Regions from separate parts of the Mus musculus genome. Here region 1 is linked to region 2. A link is a contact called in public Micro-C data. All regions are on one chromosome and are shown on one strand. The core of a region is the stretch at or near the end of the contact, and the rest is flanking DNA. Distances in the headings are between cores, read along the strand shown.

Region 1 (4,733 bases), core at 128-2,627, 410 kb before region 2:
ATAATATATATGAAATTTTGCTTGAGATTGGGGCAGAATTTCAAGCAACTTCTGACAAGCCCTAAACATACTTCTGTCTTTTTTCCTATGTATGTACAAAATGTTGAGTTTCAGCATCAACAATTATATATATATTTAAAAAAATCTATGAACTCTGAAAAACATTGAAGATTCCTCAACTACCTTGTGTGGAATCAAATATTCAGCCAAGATTTAGTTCTTCTTGTAAAAGTAAGGAGTATATTCATCTCATTACTGTGTGAATTGATTTCATCTATAATAATGGGAAACTATTTATATAGCAAAGATTATTTTAAGACTTGGAAAAATGACTCAGCAGTTAAGAGAACTCACTCTTATAGAGAAGTAGAATTTGGCTTCCAGCATCCAGACTGGGTAGCTGACAACTGCCTCTAACTTCAGTTCTGGGGACCTGAGGCTTCCTAGTCCTGCTGTTGGGGGTACATGTCTCTCGTTGGAGCTAATGATTTGATGCAAATACCTTCATGAAATACCATTTTACAATCTGGGCTTTCCCCCTCTCTATACCAGAGACTAAAAACTCAGGGACTCGCACAAGCTAAGGTAACCATGTCCTGTATCTCAGTCCTTTGCTGCTGTTGTTGTTGTTGGGCTGGTGTTTGTGTTTTTTTTGGTTTTTCGAGACAGGGTTTCTCTGTGTAGCCCTGGCTGTCCTGGAACTCACTTTGTAGACCAGGCTGGCCTTGAACTCAGAAATTCGCCTGCCCCTGCCTCCCAAGTGCTGGGATTAAAGGCGTGCGCCACCACGCCCGGCTTGTGTGTTTGCTTTTCAACTTTAAGCTAGTCTTACTAAGTTGCCAAAGTTGACCTTTAACTCACTATGAAATGAGTTTTCCTTTTGCCACTTGCAAGCGTGGAAGAGGAAACCAAGGTTCTGAAATGCATTGTGAAGAATCTTCATAATCTGAACTTCTCATCCTGCCTCTGAGAGTCCGGTCCGGTCTCCCACTAAAGACTGGCTGCAGTCACCCCAATCCTGCAAACACTTGGTCCTGGGAGGCTAGGGTAGCAGCTCAGGAAGCATGTTAAATAAGATATGCAGTCTTCCTCTAGGCTGCAACTCTTCTTCAGTTTGCATTGTAAACAAGTTTACAGCAACCCCTTCCTTCATCTTGCCAGGCTCTTAACAAGCTGGGGAGGCTGAATTTTCCTCAAGGCTGCTGACATGCGCAGGAAAGTCAAGAAGCAGAGGGATCCCTGCATAGGGATCTTGGAGATAAGCCCCATTCCCACCCGGCCAGCTGCAGAAGCGCCAGGCTAGTCCTGTGCCAGAGTCATGTGACACAGAAGCTCGAATCCGTCGCTATGGGGCAGGAGTCAGCTCCTCAGCGGCCACTGCCGGATGTTTCATCATCCCCACCATCAAAGGCACTGTTCATCTCGAGGATAAGTCAGGCATCTCGCTCCAGGTGAGTTCTGCCGGGAAAGCGCGGGGCAGGAAGGAACCCGGGGCTAGGCGAACAGCCGCAGGCGGTGGCCGAGGCAGGATTCACGGGCGGTTTCCCAGCTGGTTGGGACAGTGGGCCTCAGGGCTAAGCTGCAGACTTTTCTGCAACAGGTTGGGATGAGAACAAACTGGCCTAGTGAGGGAGGAGCTGGGTGGAGTTGAGGGCTATTATAGGGAGGTTGGCCACGCCTCTTACAGGTATATGTTTGCCTCAGTTACTCATAGGAAGGTGCTAGTGAGTCCCCAAGCCACTCACTGCTCCACTGCTCCAGCGGAATCCGAAGTGAGTGTGGCAAGTCTCTAGAGAGGTGAGCTCTGTCCCCAGCCTTGCTGTTAGCTGGTAAGGATCCCACAGTCATTCCCCCCAGGATGGAGGCAGATGACCAATGAGGGCCTGGAGACACTAGCACTCTGGGATAGGTGTCAAGCCTGGTCCAGGGGTCTTCTTGGACCTGCAGCTAACCTCTGCACGCTGGTCCCAGAGAGAGCCTTCTGTATTAATACCTTTCTCTCTGCTAGTCCTGTAAGACATAAGATCAGCCAGGCTTAGAGCTGCCTAGCCCAGCATGGGTGAAATCTGAGGTCTGTCTTCACACTGTATCTGCCAGGACCAAACCTGTCACCGGGGCCACTGCGATTCTCATAGCCCTGAAGAAAATGAGTGTCAAGAAGAAAGATCTTATCACCTTACAGGACCCTGAAGCCAAGTACCCGCTGCCCTTGATTGAGAAGGAGGTAGTGGGTCACCTAAACCTCCCTCTGGTTAGGTGAAAGGGGAGGGTGGGGGTGGGGGAGAATGCTAGCTGGGGATATGAGGTGATCAGTCACCTCAGGACCAAATGGAGCACCTTTCTAAAGATCTGGACCACAAAGCAAAACTCCTAGAGAGTCAACAGAACCTGCCTACCTCTTTCTTCTTCTTCTTTTTCTAACCAGCAAATCAGTCACAACACCAGAAGGTTCCGCTTTGGGCTGCCCTCACCAGACCATGTCCTGGGGCTTCCTGTCGGTGAGCAGTGCTTGGTGACATGTCCAAGTCTGAGTGTTTGAGTACTTGGCTCCTATTAGCAATGGATTCCCATTCTTGTGGGATATGGAGGGTACACTGATATAACCCTGGACCACATGAATGGAGGGAATAGGCAGCTGGACTTGAGGACAGTGTCCCCATTGTCCCACTTGGACTGTCACAATAGTAATAGCTTGAGGAGCACTGATAAGACGTAAGCTTAGAGTCAGGAAGTTTAAGATCTCCTTAATGGCTCCTGTCCATGCAATTTAAGGCCAGTCCCTCACCATCTCTGACCTTCTTCCATCTATAGTATTTCCCAGGCTTTTCTGCCTACTTCAGGTATAGTGAGGGTAAAATGAATGATGGATATGAAAATTCAGAAACTTCATTGTGTTGTTCAGGGATGACAAGAACAGATGTTCCCTTGCAGTCAAGGCCCAATATACATGGGAATCACTAGCAGTGCAAATGCCCTAACTGGATGGATTATCTGAGGGGTCCTGAGACCCACTTGAGGAGGGACTCACTGTGGAAACCAATCCCAGCTGACCTCTTGAATTGTCCCGCTTCTAGTTTCATCAGTAACATCTCTAGACAGCTCATAAGATGAAAAACCTAAGGAACAAAGGTGGGACTGAGAAGCCCTTCCCCTTGTCTCCTAGAGGACAGCCTTACTAATGACCTACTTTTAAAGAAAGCTCTGACTTCAACTCTGCCAAGTGATGAGATTATAGTCTGAGGAGTCCTGCCGGGCTCCCGAGCCTGCTTGCTGTCCCTCACTCCTGTCACTGGGCGTTCCATTCCTCTGCTTAGCCTCTGTCATCACCCTGTTGGGAGGCAGCATGAAAGCACAAGCCACTTGAGAAATAGAATTTGTAGAAACTTCTCTGACCTGCTTTCTCTTCAGCCACAGTGGAAGCTGTGTGGTCAGAGGGACAAGGCAATGTAGTGCCCTCTAAGAGTCTTGATAGGAAAACTGGATGCCTCACAGCTCCACTAACACAAAGATGGGAGGAGGTGGGACCCTGGGACCCGGGACATAGTTTCATTCTGTATGGGGCTGCAGTGACAGACTTTCTAGGTCCCCAGTTTCAGGTGAGCTCTCAGAAGGAAGCTGCGGCTTCAAGCCTGTGTTCTCAAGTGACCCTGGTGTCCAATCAGGCTATGTCTATAAGTTTGCCCCTTAGCCCCAAGGGACTCCACCAAGACCCAGATTTACACTGCTTAACATTATGAACTAGCCCCTATGCCCTCAAGCATCCCAACTCCCCTTCTTCCTTTTTGCCCCCTCTTCATCTCTGTCTCTCTGTGTGTGTTTCTATTTCTACCTGTAGTTCTAATTTCTCAAGCACACTTAATTTCTACTTCATCTGAACCTGTCCTGGAACCTTCTTTTGCTTCTAGCTTTTAGCATTCCTTGATGCAGTTCCTCCCCTCAATACTAATTGCCTTGGTCCCTGAAGTCTGTCCTTCAATCTGACCCATTATCTGCCATCAGGCTATAGTCTAAACTCATATGTCTTTGCCCTCCCCACCAAGTCTATAGAATTCTACTCTGGACAGGCAAAGACATAGCATAAATGTCCCTGCTGCCTCTCAGTAGAGCCAATGGCCAGATTGCACACATTGCTACTTTATTTGAAATAGGACTATCCAGGTCCTGGGACCCTGCAGCATTCATGAGGCTAAGCCCTGTTCTATCCTGGAACACAGATGGGGTACTGGTGACTCCCTCCCAGACTCCAGATCAGGAAGAAAAACCTTCATGAAGACAATAGTTTTCTTTAAACAGAAAAAAAAAATTCTGATTTTTTGAGACCAGATCCCACTCTTAGACCAGGCAGAACTGCAATTTATACCTCAGATTAGCTTTGAACTCAAGTCAGTCTCTAAGGTCCAAGTGCTAGGATTACAGGTATGCACCACCACACCCGGCTCCTTTCTGATATTTTTAGTGTCCAACCCCACCTTTAATTCAGTCTTACTCTAAAATTATAGTGTGATCTTGGCTGGGCAAGTGTTATCAAAGGGAATCTTTGGAGGATTCCTGGGTTCTACTTATGATCCTCGGGTTTAACATTTGATACATTTTTGTAGGTAACTATGTCCATCTCTTGGCACAAATTAACAATGAATTGGTGATCAGGGCTTACACACCTGTCTCCAGTGACGATGATCAAGGCTTTGTGGACTTAATTATAAAGGTAAATAATGCCCATCTTACCCAGCTGT
Region 2 (5,188 bases), core at 1,503-4,002:
TGCATGTAACTTGAAAATGTGTTTGTGTGTGAGAAGTATGCATACACATACAAGATATCTCAGAAAGACATTTTGAGTACATGCTTACATGTATTACATGTTAATACAGTGAGGGGGATGGGAGATCTGTACACCCTGAAGAATTCCCCGATCAATCTCTAAATTTGAAAGCTTTTTCCTGTCTGCTACAGAGCTTATTTCACAGAGCAAGCATGAGTGAGCCCAATGCCTCTTGTTTGCCTGTACCTGAGCTGTCATAACCCTGGGAAAGCTACAGGGTTTGGAGGTTTCCTTCAGAGTATTGACAGACAGAACACCAACACCCGGCTTTCTTTCCTGAATAAATGACATTCCAATTGCCTGGACTGCTGTCTGGAAAGTTCTCTTGGAGACAGTTGTTTTAAGTTTATATCTTTCTCTCCTCCCAGAGAGACAAAGAGATCAATCATTTTGTTTTTCAAAGTAAACAGAACCATAAAATGAAAGACAGTGGTCCAATAAGCAGAATTTTGCTTGAGTTTGGGTCATACTTGCCTGAGTAAATATGTCTGAGTCAAGGGCTAAAGTGTAAGCAGGTCTAAGTGCAAGCCTCCAGGGACTATCCCTTGGGCATTAATATTAATATGAGGTTTTCATGGGGCACAAAGTAGTCTAATGTCATACCACTAACACTGTTTCTGGGTCAGCATGACTCCGGAGGCAAAAAGAACTTCTCTGCACTGCAGAAGCTTAAGGTTTCTTTTCTTGTCCCTGGTGCCTGCCACCCTCCCCCAGCACTGGCTGTCTCATTGCAGAATTAAGTGTTAACATAGGCAGAGCCCATTTGTGGAGCTGTTGCTGTTCTAAGCACTTTGCAGAGATTAACTCATTGATTCCTCAACATAATTCTGGAAGTCTGGATGCTGTATTACCTGCGTCTCACTGACAAAGGCTCTGAAGCGTGGAGGAGAGTGGATCACTTGCCCAAGGTGACACAGACTATAAGCAGAAGAGCTGGGGTTCATAGTCAGGCAGTCTGCCTAGAGACAACTTTATTAACTGGGATACCACACTTGAGATTGACTAATCCACTACTGCAAGCACCCTCTCAAAATAACTTTTAATATCAATATTAAATGAAAATCACAACAAAATAGAAGAGACCTTTGGCAATTACATTTCATATATTAATTGACTGTAAGGATTATAATAAGGGAAATATGGTGGAAACCACTGAATTTGTTGTGTGGTTCAGAAGTATAATAGAAAGTGTAACGCTTCTCTGTGCTTGTCTACCAACTACTTGATCTCTGGATACAAGACTCCACTTATCTCGCTAGGACTCTGTTGTGTTGAATCCTGGGAACTGAATTCTTTAAAAGCACAGAGAAAATATTTAGTATGTGTGGTTGGGGCATGAGAGATCCACAGATGGTGGCTTCTCTGCTTCTGTGGTAGGGGACTAGCTTTTCACATTTTAGTATCTTCCAAAGTTATAGTCCATATACAACAGCTTCACTGACAATCTGCTGGGATTTTTGCTGATATTTCCATGTAGCTATATGTATTTTCATGTTAGCAATCCTTTGGATGTGCAAGAAGAAAGCTCAGAGTTGCCTCGATAGATCTCACTTCAACCGTGTGTGTGTGTGTGTGTGTGTGTGTGTGTGTGTGTGTTGTGTTTATTTTTTAAGGATTTATTCATTTAATCTTAAATGCATATGTGAGTGCACGCATATATGTTTGTGGTGCTCTTTGTATTTGAAGAAGGTGCCAGATCCTCTAGACTGCAATTGTGGGTAGTTGTGAACTACCTAGTAGGTTCTGGGAACCAAATCTGGGTCTTCTGTAAGAGCAGCAACTGCTCTTTACTGTGGAGCCATCTCCATCCAGCCCCACTTCTCAAGATTTGTATTTCTGGTTTTCAACTCCACCTTTTCCACTATTATCACAGTTTGAATAAATAGGAAGCATTTTTTCATACTCAGAAACAACATCAACAAAAACCACTTAGTTTGCTTTCTCATAAAAAAAAATAGTACCAATTCTGGTAACTTCTTACCCTTTCCCTATTCTCATAGGCAGCCCTCCCCTGGAGCTAACTTGTTTCATGGGAAACAATTGTGTCATCAGCATCAGCCAAATTGCCAAATGACATCTTCCTTTCTCTCTGATGTGTTACCATGCCAGGGGTTCAGTTTTACAGAAACCTGTGCTGAGGCCCAGAAAAGCACTAGTTATCATGCTTTAAAAAGCTTCAAGAAGAGCTACGGTCAGCTACTTTCTTCTCCTCCCTCCTGGCATTGCTGCCATTTTTTATAATGTAGTGTTTGTATGTGTCTGCACGTGATGTGCAGTACATGGTGTGCACATATTATATATACTGGACTTCCCAAACAAAACTTCACAATTCTAAAAATACATTTAATGTGTGATTACAAAATGAATCTTCCATATACCACTGCTCTCTTCTTTATTGATTTAATGAACAAGAATTTTAAAGCATTAGGCTTGTTCTGTCAAAAGAACAGCGTTTGTTAGCCAGATCTTTGACATTTAAATCTGTAAGGGACAGTGGTGACCCTGGGTATGGGGTGGCTGAGGAGAGATGTAGAGAAGACCACAAGATGGTGATCTGAGAGTGGTGTGCAGGAGAGATTTCTGGAAGCCAAATATCATTAGATGACCTCTTTTAAGAAGTGCTGTTGTGCTAACTTAGGTAAGATGAACGGAAGCTTCCATTGGCATGCAAAATAAGGATGGGCAAAGCAGTTGCATATAAAAAGGGAAGGAATGATAAAAGAATACTGAAGAGTGTGGATCTGGACTATGCATGGGTAAATTACAGCTATGCAAACTTGATAGTCTAGTATTTGTTTCCAGAGGTAGAAATTAGGAGAATGTTTCATATGTACATGTAATAAATAGGGACTAGTGAGAGCAATCTTCTGTTTGTGAAGCAACAGAGCCAACAAGAACTTCAGAATCCATTACAAAGTGAGTTCTCCTTTTCTGAGGGTTCCCTGAGGGGAGGGATTTGATGGAGACATCCCTTTAGGGTTCCAAGGTCTCTCACTTTGCATAGTCAAGTGTGGGTCTCTGTGTTTATTCCCAAGTACTGATGGCTGAAACTACCGATGAGTGTACAATCAAAACCTGGATGTTGAATGGAGTTAATCTAGTTTATATGCCTAAGTAAGAACTAACCACCGTGAAGTCCAGGTTGCAGGTGAATGCATATTTGTCATGTTATTCTTTTTTTTTCTTTAAATGAAACTATCTTTTTTTCTTCTAATATAATACATCTGGATTTCAGTTTCTTCTCCCTCTATTTATTCCTCTCACTTCCCCCCCACCCCTCCTATTCAGATGCCGACAGACTTCTAAGAAATAATAACATGATAAACAATATAATGTAATGTAATATGATGAAACAAAAACAAACACAACAGAATTGGATGAAACAAATAGAGAAAGAAGTCCAAGAAAAGGCAAAAGAATCAGAGATTCACTTATTTTTGCACATTCAGGATTCCCATAAAACCACTATATATGAGTGTATATATATATATATATATATATATATGTATATATGTATAAAAGCAAATTATATATGTATATAATAAATATTATACTATAATAAGACATGTAATATAAGGAAAACATATGTAATATATATAGTTACATATATAATATATGTAATAAAGTATATATAAATATATATTATAAGTATATATGTATATTTACTTATATTAAAAGCAAAGGACTGGGTGCAGACCAGGTCTCTGTCTGCTTGCTGCTTCAATATCATTGAGTTCATGTGAGCTTTGCTCAGTTGTTCTATAGCAGTGCTTGTCAACTTTCCTAATGCTGCAACCTTATAATAAAGTTTCTCATTTCATAGTGATCTCCAAACATAAAACTTTCCCTGCCACTACATAACTGTAAATTTGCTACTGTTATGATTTAGAATGTAAATACCTGTTAAATAGAATATCTGATATGTGGCAACCCTAGAGAAGTCTTGACCCACAGGTTGAGAACTACTGATTGAAAAGGTGTTTTGTTTTGTTTGTTTTGTTGTTGTTGTTTTGCTGTTGTCCTGCATTCCCTTTGGCTCTTACACTCTTTCTGCCTCATTTTCTGAGGGGCTCCCTGAGCCCTGAGCATTTGATGGAGATGTCCCTTTAGGACTGTTGCAAAGTTTCTTACTCTCAGCGGGGAGTGGTGGTGCACACCTTTAATCCCAGCACTCAGGAGGCAGAGGCAGGCAGATTTCTGAGTTCGAGGCCAACCTGGTCTACAAAGTGAGTTCCAGGACAGCCAGGACTATACAGAGAAACCCTGTCTTGAAAAAAAAAGTTTCTTACTCCTGTATAATGTCTGGGTGTGGGTCTCTGTATTTATTCTCATCTGCTCTAGGAGAAAAGTTCTCTGGTAATGGCTGAGCAAGGCATGGATCTATAAATATAGCAGAATGCAAATTAAAAATCATTTTATTCCTCCAATTGTTTTAGTTTGGTTTTCTTGCTTGTTTTCTTCCCTCCTCCCTCCTTTCTTTTCTCTTCTTTTCTTTTTCCTTCTTTTCTTCTTTCTTTCTTTCTTTTATTTTTTTTTAATTTAATTTAATTTTTTTTTTGAGACAGTGTCTCTCTGTATAGTCCTGGCTGTCCTGGAACTCACTTTGTAGACCAGGCTGGCCTCAAACTCAGAAATCCACCTGCCTCTGCCTCCTCTGCCTCTGCCTCCTGCCTGCCTCCTGCCTCCTGCCTCCTGCCTCCTGCCTCCTGCCTCCTGCCTCCTGCCTCCTGCCTCCTGCCTCCTGCCTCCTGCCTCCTGCCTCCTGCCTCACCTCTCTCTGCCTCTCTGCCTCTCTGCCTCTCTCTCTGCCTCTCTGCCTCTCTGCCTCTCTGCCTCTCTGCCTCTCTGCCTCTGCCTCTCTGCCTCTGCCTCTCTGCCTCTGCCTCTCTGCCTCTGCCTCTCTGCCTCTGCCTCTCTGCCTCTGCCTCTCTGCCTCTGCCTCTCTGCCTCTCTCTCTGCCTCTCTGCCTCTCTGCCTCTCTGCCTCTCTGCCTCTCTGCCTCTCTGCCTCTCTGCCTCTCTGCCCCTCTGCCCCTCTGCCTCTGCCTCTGCCTCTGCCTCTGCCTCTGCCTCTGCCTCTGCCTCTGCCTCTGCCTCTGCCTCTGCCTCTGCCTCTGCCTCTGCCTCTG

The links. Hi-C and Micro-C count contacts between places; a contact is called where the count stands out from the background.
Region 1: a Micro-C map of embryonic stem cells shows a contact between it and region 2, with 1.6 times the contacts expected there. The contact joins the promoter of Cyb5r2 here to the enhancer-like site in region 2. A contact is called at or near these places in 2 of 39 promoter capture datasets (cranial neural crest and liver), 3 of 484 Hi-C or Micro-C datasets (cerebellum and embryonic stem cells) and 3 of 115 datasets of contacts at active chromatin or transcription factors (all in embryonic stem cells).

The regions. Positions count from the first base shown.
Region 1 is chr7:107,754,676-107,759,408 of GRCm38.p6, reverse strand. It overlaps Cyb5r2 (cytochrome b5 reductase 2), which reads left to right and starts at 1,377. Exons shown (of 9, transcript NM_177216.4): 1 at 1,377-1,451; 2 at 2,098-2,224; 3 at 2,426-2,498; 4 at 4,599-4,705. The coding sequence starts at 2,147.
Region 2 is chr7:107,347,010-107,352,197 of GRCm38.p6, reverse strand. No RefSeq gene overlaps it. Among named protein-coding and RNA genes, the nearest start is that of Syt9, 21 kb to the left of the region's middle. Within about 2 kb of position 2,752, at least 1 of the 459 cell types and tissues checked has an H3K27ac peak or open chromatin away from gene starts, as enhancers often do. A contact at or near this core is called in embryonic stem cells, where this site is marked.